Regions from separate parts of the Sus scrofa genome. Here region 2 is linked to region 1. A link is a contact called in public HiChIP or PLAC-seq data. All regions are on one chromosome and are shown on one strand. The core of a region is the stretch at or near the end of the contact, and the rest is flanking DNA. Distances in the headings are between cores, read along the strand shown. Region 1 overlaps LOC102167422 (a long non-coding RNA gene). Region 2 overlaps SPATA31D1 (spermatogenesis-associated protein 31D1).

Region 1 (4,454 bases), core at 797-3,296:
TTTAGCTGGTTGTATGGATGTGTCCTCATGTCCAAAAGGGGTAGGACCTATTGCTTTGCATCCTTCAAATCTCAGTGAAAATGCTCCCTTCCTACTCTCCCTCCCCCAAGACTTCCTTCCCTATTGTTCCCACTGAGCTTAGTACATTATCTACAGTATATTAATTGTATTTAATTATAATACAGATAGTTCAATTACCAAGTATGCATTATGTACCACACAGTTTATACATATATTCACTTATCCTATCATTCATTCATGAGTTGATACATGAACATCTTTTAAACCTAAGTCACTGTGCTAGGTAAATCCTTGGGACATCAAGACAGTAAAACAGCTGCTTTTAGGAAATTTAGCATTTAGTGGGTTTAGTGGTGGTGGTGGGGTTTCAAATACCATTTACTGAGTGGCTATTGTGTTTTAGTTGCTGTGCATTGTCTCTAATTTCATAACCATCCTGTAAGATAAGACCAGGGAAGCAGACACTCAGAGAGTAAACTCATTTGACTGCTTTGAGGCCACATGGTTAGGAAATGAAACAGCTGAGATTACAATTTAAATCTCATTGGTTCACGACTAATTTTTTTTTCCTTAATTACATTCCTGTTATTCTCTGCTTGTTAGTATCTTTGCAAATGGCAGCTGTAGCTCTTTGCCCCCGTCATTTCCTTTAGCAGAAATGCTAAAGGAAGCATTTTATTGTTTTACTGTAAGATCTATGGGTTAGGGAGCTTATCTCTTTAGCACTGGTTTCTGCCAGAGGGGTTAGGATTTTGTAGGTGTTCCATGAAGATTTGTTGAAAAGATGCTTGCACACGTGAATGAAGTAGAAGGTTCTCCACACTGAGCTTCAGATCCCATTCTTCAAAGTGATCTGGCCTCAGTCAGCCCAGCTCTCTTTCCTAGCTCCAGGCATCTATTACCTGTATCAGTCAGGGTCCAGCCAGTAATTGAAGTAGGAAGTATCTTAACACAGGAATTAGAGGCTTGCATCTCCATGAGAAAGTCTGGGAGCTTAGGCTTGGAGGGAATGGCTGGTGCTCAAGAAATCTGAAAGTGTAGGAAGCTGTGGCAACCTTGCAGTGATTTTTTGATAGGACACTGAGACGTCAAGTTACCGAGGCCACAGTAGCTTCTGGAGAGAAGAGGCTTCTCTTTGCTTTCCAAATGATAAGTGGGAAGCTTTCCTTGGAAGCATCTAACCCAAAATCTTAGAGGTGGATAATGCTGGGAAATGTAGTTCCTAGGAGAGAGAGCAGAAGGAGGTGAGGAGGTTTCTGCGTTAACGGTCTGACTCTTGTTAAATTCATTTTCATTTTCTCTTTGCTCCATGATAGTTTCTCACTGTAAGCCTCAGCACCTGACCTCACTCAGGCGACACTTCCATAAGTCAGCTTGTGTCTCATTGCCAACACTGGCTCTACCCCAACTTTCACCGGTAGCCAAAGGAGATCTAGTTCTTACTAGAACAAGGATATTCTTCTTCTTCTTCTTTTTCCCATTTCCAACAGAGACTAAATTATGAGGTCTAAATCTGGGTAGGGCTTTCAAATAGAGCCCTGACCAGTGCTGAATCAACTTGAAGAATGATGAAGGGCTGGCTTCTCTCTCTCGGCAGCTGCGAGCTTGGTCAGCCCTTTGCAAAGTAAGAGGAAATTTAATGAACCCAAATAAGACATGATCCTTTGTGGCTATAAAAGTTACACTTTGAAAAAGCTCAGCTGGTCAAGAGCCACTTGAAAATGATGTTACTGCTGGGGAACTCTGTCAAAAGTCCTCTCCTCTGGGTGAGTTTCCTTCTCTTTGAGGGAAAACAAAGAGAGGTTTTACAAGCTAGAGAAGGGTCATTTTGCTATTTGAAAGAGCACATTCAAAAATTGAGGCCCAGTGTGATTGGGAGACATCCATAGTCAGTACTTGTTTATTTGTCCAGCTTTACACCATGTAAGTGATGCAGAATCCTTTCCGCCTCTAATAATAACACCCCCGTGGCCCTGAGTTAATGGAAAGCTGGAATGGCCAAATAAGAGCTGGTGCTCAGATTAACCACTGTGGGTCAGACAAGTCCACAGCTGTGGTTGAGGAGGGAGGCGATGGGGTGGAGGGGAGGAAGAGCAGAGGGAGCTCTTCCTAAAATATTTTTGCCTAGTCAACAGATTTAATGCACGGTATTTTACCACCAAATTCATCAAATGGAGGATTTTCGAAAGGATCAGAGGCAATGACCACCTAATTCAGATTCTATGGTATCTAATTGTACAAGCAGCACATTTGGAAATCTTTTGTGCTTAAGGAGTCTTCATCTGTAGAGCACTTGGTTTGCTTATACAGTAGGCAACAGGGCTTAAATGGCATAATTATTATGTGTTTCTAGTTTGCCTCAAATTTTGATTCAATCAGAATCCCTGAATCTGACAGCCTATAATCAAACAAAGGGAGTGCTCTGGAAGCAAGGGATTAACAGAGGGGAATTAAACTGTCGTTTTGAAACAGCTTAGACCAATATGAAAGCCCATTTAGGAGTCTCTCCATAAATATCCCTTTTGTTTTGTCTAATTGCCGGTTTGAATGTATCAGACTCATCAATGGGATTAGGGTTAATAGATGTTTGGTCACGCAGAACATGCAGAGGAGGAATCTGATACACACACACAAAAATTGCACTTAATGAGCTTAGCAAATGTTTGCCATATTTTTAATGAACCCTGGGGCTGTCATTTAGAAATGCTTAGCAACTGCTTTTCCATCCTTGAAAATAGAGCAACTGAAGGACATTAACACTATGTACACCCGTAAATAAGAGGAGCTATTTAAAGACACCAGCCAGGAGGAGGGAATGGTGACACTTTTCTGTCCAAGAGCCAGTGTTACTTAACACTCTGGGTGTGGGTTCAGTGTCTGACAACATATTTGGGAGGTTCAAGTTTCCCCAAAGGGCACTGTGGAGCGTGAGGTTTTTGCAAAGAGTCATATAACCATTTTCCTTTTTTAAGTGAAACCTGTTTAGGATCGAATCTCCCAGTCCCCTCCCCCAGCCCCTGCTTCTGTTTTTCACACCTTCCTGCTGCCCTTTCCAAATATCTGTGGAGAGGCTTTGGAAATTGGAGAATATGTGTTGCTGCCGCTTCCCCAAGTCCAAGGCCGCCATGGCCACGAGGCAGGCCACTCCTCAGCTCAGCTGAGCAGGGTCAGATCGGCAGGCTCTTGGGATTGATTACTCAGAAGATTGAATGATCCATCTTGGGAGCCCTTGGGATTTGGCTCCGAAAGCAGTGCAGTCGGCAGTAATGGGGACTTATTGAAGTAGGCCATGTGGCTTGTGCTGTCAGAGCACAGACTGGGCCTAAAAGAATCAGGTTTTCCTTGGGGAAGGTTTGATTTGATAGACAGAGCACAGCATGCAAGTCCAATGGATTATAGTTAGAGCAAATGAAGGATGACTTGGACCCCTTTGTTTTCATAGAGCCAATTGATTTCAAGGACTTCCTGCTCTCGGCCATCTCCTCCAGCCCTGCCCTTAAGGAGGCAAAAATAGACACCACCTCATTTATGTATGTATGTATGTATTTATTTATTTTATTTTTTGTCTTTTGCCTTTTCTAGGGCTGCTCCCATGGCATATGGAAGTTCCCAGGCTAGGGATCTAATCGGAGCTGTAGCTGCCAGCCCACGCCAGAGCCACAGCAACGTGGGATCAGAGCTGCGTCTGCAACCTACACCATAGCTCATGGCAATGCTGGATCCTTAACCCACTGAGTGAGGCCAGGGATCGAACCCACAACCTATGGTTCCTAGTCAGATTTGTTAACACTGCACCATGACAGGAACTCTGACACCATCTCATTTAAAAACAGAACAACAATAACAACAAAAAACCCTAAATACAACTGCTTTTCAGCTTTGCTTGAAAATGAACAACCTCCTCTGTAGCAGCTGACTTTGGTGTTGAACAGTGGGATCGTAATTCTTAATAGAGAACCCAGAAAAGGCCCTTTCTCTTACTGTACAGGAGCTCTGTAAGAGTTCAGAATTGTGAAGTTTGCTTTGGAGAAAGTAAAATAACGAACATCAATGTGATGAGGGAAAAGGGCCTGTATATTTTGTTCCTGTGGTTCTTGTGGTGGTAGTGGTGAGGGTGGTGGTGGCTGTGCATGTGTCTGTGTGTTTATGTATTTTGCCAGTCATTTGTCATCAAGTGCTCCTTGCCCTCAAGCAGCTATTAGAATGCCTGGTTTGATAAATGAAGCTAGAGATACTACCAAAGGCTTTATGGCTCCGTGGTTTAAAAACATTGTCAGTAATAAGCAATTTTTCTTTTAGAAGTGTCTAAATTCTTGGCATCCAAGCTAGTGGATCTGATGAGTTCCAAAAAAATCATTTATTCAGTGAGTCCCTTAGGTCATAGGTCCAAAACCCAAACACCTACAGAATCTAGATTGGTAATATAATCAAAT
Region 2 (4,454 bases), core at 731-3,230, 1.8 Mb after region 1:
CAACAGTACTAGGAATGAGTCTTCCCTTTCCAATGTGGTTTTCCAATATTATTGTGGAGAATCTTAAGCTGGAGTCAGGAGACTTGAACCAGACCTGTCTTCTTGGTGACTCCTTCTAAGACTTAGGAAGCCATTTAATGGCTTTGCTTCCGTTGTTTTTCGTCTATAACGTGGCACCGGAATTGTAGCGAGGACAGATTATAACAACACATGTTATCATATATAAGGTATTCCATTGACTCATTATATTTAAAACAAAAAGGCAACCCATTCTCTGATGCACATAGGACTACAAAGAACATTAAGGACACTTTTTAAATAGAAAACTTCATTTTAGATTATCCAGAGGGTCTTTCATTCAAGATCAGCCTAAGATTTTTGGGGGGTGGGGGTCGGGGGGGGGAGTTGTGTTCTCACCATGTGAGATTTGGAACAAGAAAATATAGTTGTTTTGTACCACTTGTCTATCCTTACTTGTTGATGAGAAATCAGCATTACTGCCAGCCTCTCAGGCTATGAAGAGATTTCAAGCTTTATCTTGATTTAGTGGTTGAGAAAAAAGAAATCAACCAAAGGCACATTTTCTAAGAGCTTGTCTGGTCCTACCCATTAGAAAAGTGTGAGCTACTGTTCTATCAAAACTAATTAGACCTTAAATGTATAACCAACTCTCAATTACCAAGGTTAATGGGACTACATGCATACATAATTATATCTTACATTTATATAGTGCTTTTAACTTCTTCAAAGCACTTTTCACTGTATTGCATATATAACACAGATGGGTTTTTTTTTTTTTAACCCACAAATAAAGTAAAAAAGAAATCTTAGAATCAATAATTTCAACTTTGTACCTTTCTAAAGCTATTAGAACTAGTAACATTGTCTAGTAGGACTTTCACTTCCCTACTTTCTTCTTGACTCCTCTCAACTAAAGGTGAGAGAGATTTCAGAAGAAAGGAACCTGGGCCATCCACAAACCAGATCATTAGCACCAGGGTAATTAAGAATAATGGACTGTATCTGGAAATCCAGAAAGAGATGAAAAGGCATAGGACACCATGATGAGAAATGGTATTTATAGGACTCTTGTTATTATCATTCCCGCTGTAAGCATTATTGAGTACCTACTGTATGCCAAGTGCTTTCACCAAAGAGGATGGATACAGCAATGAACAATCCAGGCAAGACTGCTACTGTCATGGAGATGACCTTTTTGAATGGTGAAGACACAATAAACGAGAACATAAGTAGACAACTCTCATAACTTCAGGTAGCGCTAAGCACTGTCAAGTCTATCAACATTGGGATGTGATAGTGAGTGCCTTGGGGAGGCGATGCTACTTTAGATCCTGTAGCCAGGGAGGGCCTTTCAGGATATCTGAGCTGCATCCTTCAGGAGAAGCCCGCCTTGTGTAGGTCTGCAAAGCAGAATGACAGAATAAGTGAACTCATCAAGTTCAATGCTAGAGGGAGGGTCAGGCCCCACCAGTCCTTTGATAATTCATTTTGTGTCCTTTTATGGATATTCCTAAAACCTCTCCAGGACCCCTGACTTACTTCCTCTACAATAGGGGTTGCTATTACTGATCACCTTGACAGGGATACTCTAAGGAATAATGGGTAAACAATTGTGAGGAGCTATATAAATGCTAAATAATGATCACAGTAATAACCTTTTATTAAAGCCAGTGCCTTGATAGGCAGCTCACACTCGGATGCCTTGGCAAATGTGGAAATCAATGCGGCTGCTCCCTGTGCACCCCAGAGCCATCCTTTAAAATAGAAAAAATAAATGAGCCGATGATCATGATATTCAAAGTGGTTAGTGATCAAATAACTGTCTTGAGAGAAAGCTGGTGTGTGAAGTATAAAATGGGAGTAGCAAGATAATGATGGCACATTCCAGCCCAGAGCAGGTAGAGGGTAGCTGGTGAATGTAACTGGATGCTTGCTGGTACCCACGCCACCCGCTGCAGGGTGGTAATTCTAACCTCATCAGGACGAGGCACTGCCACCACCAAAAGCACTGGCAGACGGAAAGTGGGATGAGAAAGAGCTGGATCAGCAGCATCTTTGCCAGCAGCCCCATCTGGCCCTCTTGGCCTTGGTAAGCCTCCCTGGGGGGAGGACTGAGAAGCCAGCACCAAGGGGCCCTACCTTGGAAGGGCACCAAGGAAGTGGGGAGCGAGGGAGGAGGGGAATTGAGCACTGCCTTTTTTCCTTTCTCGAATGAACGATCCCAGTGCCGGGAAAGACTTCAGTTGTTTTCCTTACCCAAGCTTCCCACCCAGTTAGAAATGTGAATTCACCCCCCTGCCCCAGCTGCTCCACTTCCTTCCCTGCAAACTCCTCCCAAAATGTAACATTAATACCACAAAACTAGGAGTTCTTTTTGTGGGTCCTATCATCTCTTTGATATAAACTTTCTTTCCTCATGCTGGCACACATACAAGCACACGTACACACAGATACCTATGTGCACCCAAATCCTTTGTTAAGCCCTGGCTCAGCTTTTATACAGTGCCTGTGGAGTGTAGGTCACATTAGAAGAAAAGTCTAAATTACTGTTGCTGCTTCTCTGAAAAGTGGTGGTGGGGGGAGAGAGGGGAGAAGACAATAAAAAAAGAAACCACTTATTTCAAGGCTGGTACTAAACACTTTGCTCCATATTGACTGAGCAAGTCACCCCCACCTTGGGACAGGTAGAATTAAGGTGATCTGAGATGCTCAGAGCCCCCAGAGTGTGCTTCACTTTTCGAGGCTTGACTAGAAATTAGGAAGGGTAAAAAGAATATGGCAAGATAATCCTAGCCTTCACAAAATTATTCACAATTTAAATTGGGGTGGAGGAAGATCAAAAGTCTTACAAAAATCTAATTGATTTTAACCAGAGAAAATTATAAATGTTAATCACACTGGGATAATATAGCTAAAGAACTTTGGGTAGGCATGCTGCATAGGATACAGTAAGTGCTCAGTCAGTTTTCTGCAGGTGAGTAAGGCATTTCCATCCTCCAGTGTGTCAGGCTACTTGAACCTGAACTCAGTTACATACAGCCTGTCTTTAAGTGTTTTGTTTCACAAAACAGTCAAGGGAGGAATCTAGGGAGAGCTGTCCTCAGGAAATGTGGTCATCTTCATGGCCAAATCAGTTTGGACTAAACTGGTTCATTAGCAGGACTGCCTAAATGGCTTCCAGATTTTGTTTGGTAGGTGGTTTTGATGCCTTGTTGATAATGGACTGGCAATTAAGCTGGGAGACAGTCAGAAGGAGGGAGGGTACCTGCTCAGATCCTGTGCTTTTAAATTAAGCTAACTCATACTCAACCAAATCGAGTGTCAAACTCCAAGGAATGGTTCCCAGTTATTGTCTGGGACCCTTTATTTCACTCCCCCCCCCCACTCTATTTCTGCTTTACCTGGCATTTGAATTTAACTCCCTTCTCCTCCCAGCTTCTGGCTCTGTGCTCACCCTTTTGGACTTGATGAGCAATTTCGCCTTTCCTGCTTTTCATCTTTGGCACTTCTTTGAAAATGGGTTATGTTTATCTTCTGGCTCTTTCTCCTTTTGGCTGCTCAAAACTTTTGACCCTACTCAGCCAAATTTTGATCCCAGGACCTTTCCCTGGCTTTGACCTCTCTCAGTGGCATCCTCGCTGCTCTTCACTCCTCCAAATGGGGGCATGGACAAGAAGAAAGATCAGGCAAGGAAACAGGAAGAATATCTGGCTCAACCTAAACTGTGCAGGGCCCTTAAGCCTTGCTGGTTGTACAGTCTCTGCCTCCTCATTCCTCTGCTTTTAAAAAAATTCCCTCCTGTCTCTGACTCTTTATATTTCAATTTTTATTGTCTCCACCTTCTAACTGGCTGATCCTCTTCTCATATCCCTTTGTAAGATTTAAATGGGAATGAAAGTAAGTGATATCCATTAGCCAAAGTAAATTTGATAGCTGGGAGAAATTGCTGAATCTCAAGTGCCTTTACAGCACTTATCAAATGCCATTTTACCATATTAGTTGGCAAACGGCTCTAGCTTTCCAGAGAGTCGGTTGATAGGTAAGTCAATACATATCTGTCAGATGAAAGAATGAATGCATACTAGTTGCGTAGATTAGTATATGATTCTTTAAATAATACAAAGTATAAGACATCATCCTTGGCTTAAGAAGGACATCTTCTCATCCCATTCACAAAAAGCCTGTTTTGAAATTTCACTGAGGGCCAGACTAGGTTCACTATTTCTTCTAGAAAATAAGAAATCATTTCTTAATGCACAACCAGCTTCATTTGGACAAAAGGGAATGAGAGCAAAGTATTGGGTAGGAGAGAAACAGACATCAGTGAGATAAGGAACTGTAGAAGTTGAACATTTTACTACAATCAGTGGGTTTTTTACATTGCATCTTCAAAATGCCTAAAAGATAAATGAATAGAAAGAAGTGGACACCTG

The links. HiChIP or PLAC-seq counts read pairs in DNA pulled down with a chosen protein or histone mark.
Region 2: an H3K27ac HiChIP or PLAC-seq map of skeletal muscle shows a contact between it and region 1, with 13 times the contacts expected there. The contact joins two enhancer-like sites. A contact is called at or near these places in 3 of 47 Hi-C or Micro-C datasets (psoas muscle and skeletal muscle) and 1 of 2 datasets of contacts at active chromatin or transcription factors (skeletal muscle).

Annotation. Positions count from the first base shown.
Region 1 is chr1:232,735,500-232,739,953 of Sscrofa11.1, forward strand. The region is part of intron 2 of LOC102167422 (a long non-coding RNA gene); the gene reads left to right. Among named protein-coding and RNA genes, the nearest start is that of NPAP1, 340 kb to the right of the region's middle. Within about 2 kb of position 2,047, at least 5 of the 83 cell types and tissues checked have an H3K27ac peak or open chromatin away from gene starts, as enhancers often do. A contact at or near this core is called in skeletal muscle, where this site is marked.
Region 2 is chr1:234,511,636-234,516,089 of Sscrofa11.1, forward strand. The region is part of intron 2 of SPATA31D1 (spermatogenesis-associated protein 31D1); the gene reads left to right. Among named protein-coding and RNA genes, the nearest start is that of SPATA31D1, 140 kb to the left of the region's middle. Within about 2 kb of position 1,981, at least 2 of the 83 cell types and tissues checked have an H3K27ac peak or open chromatin away from gene starts, as enhancers often do. A contact at or near this core is called in skeletal muscle, where this site is marked.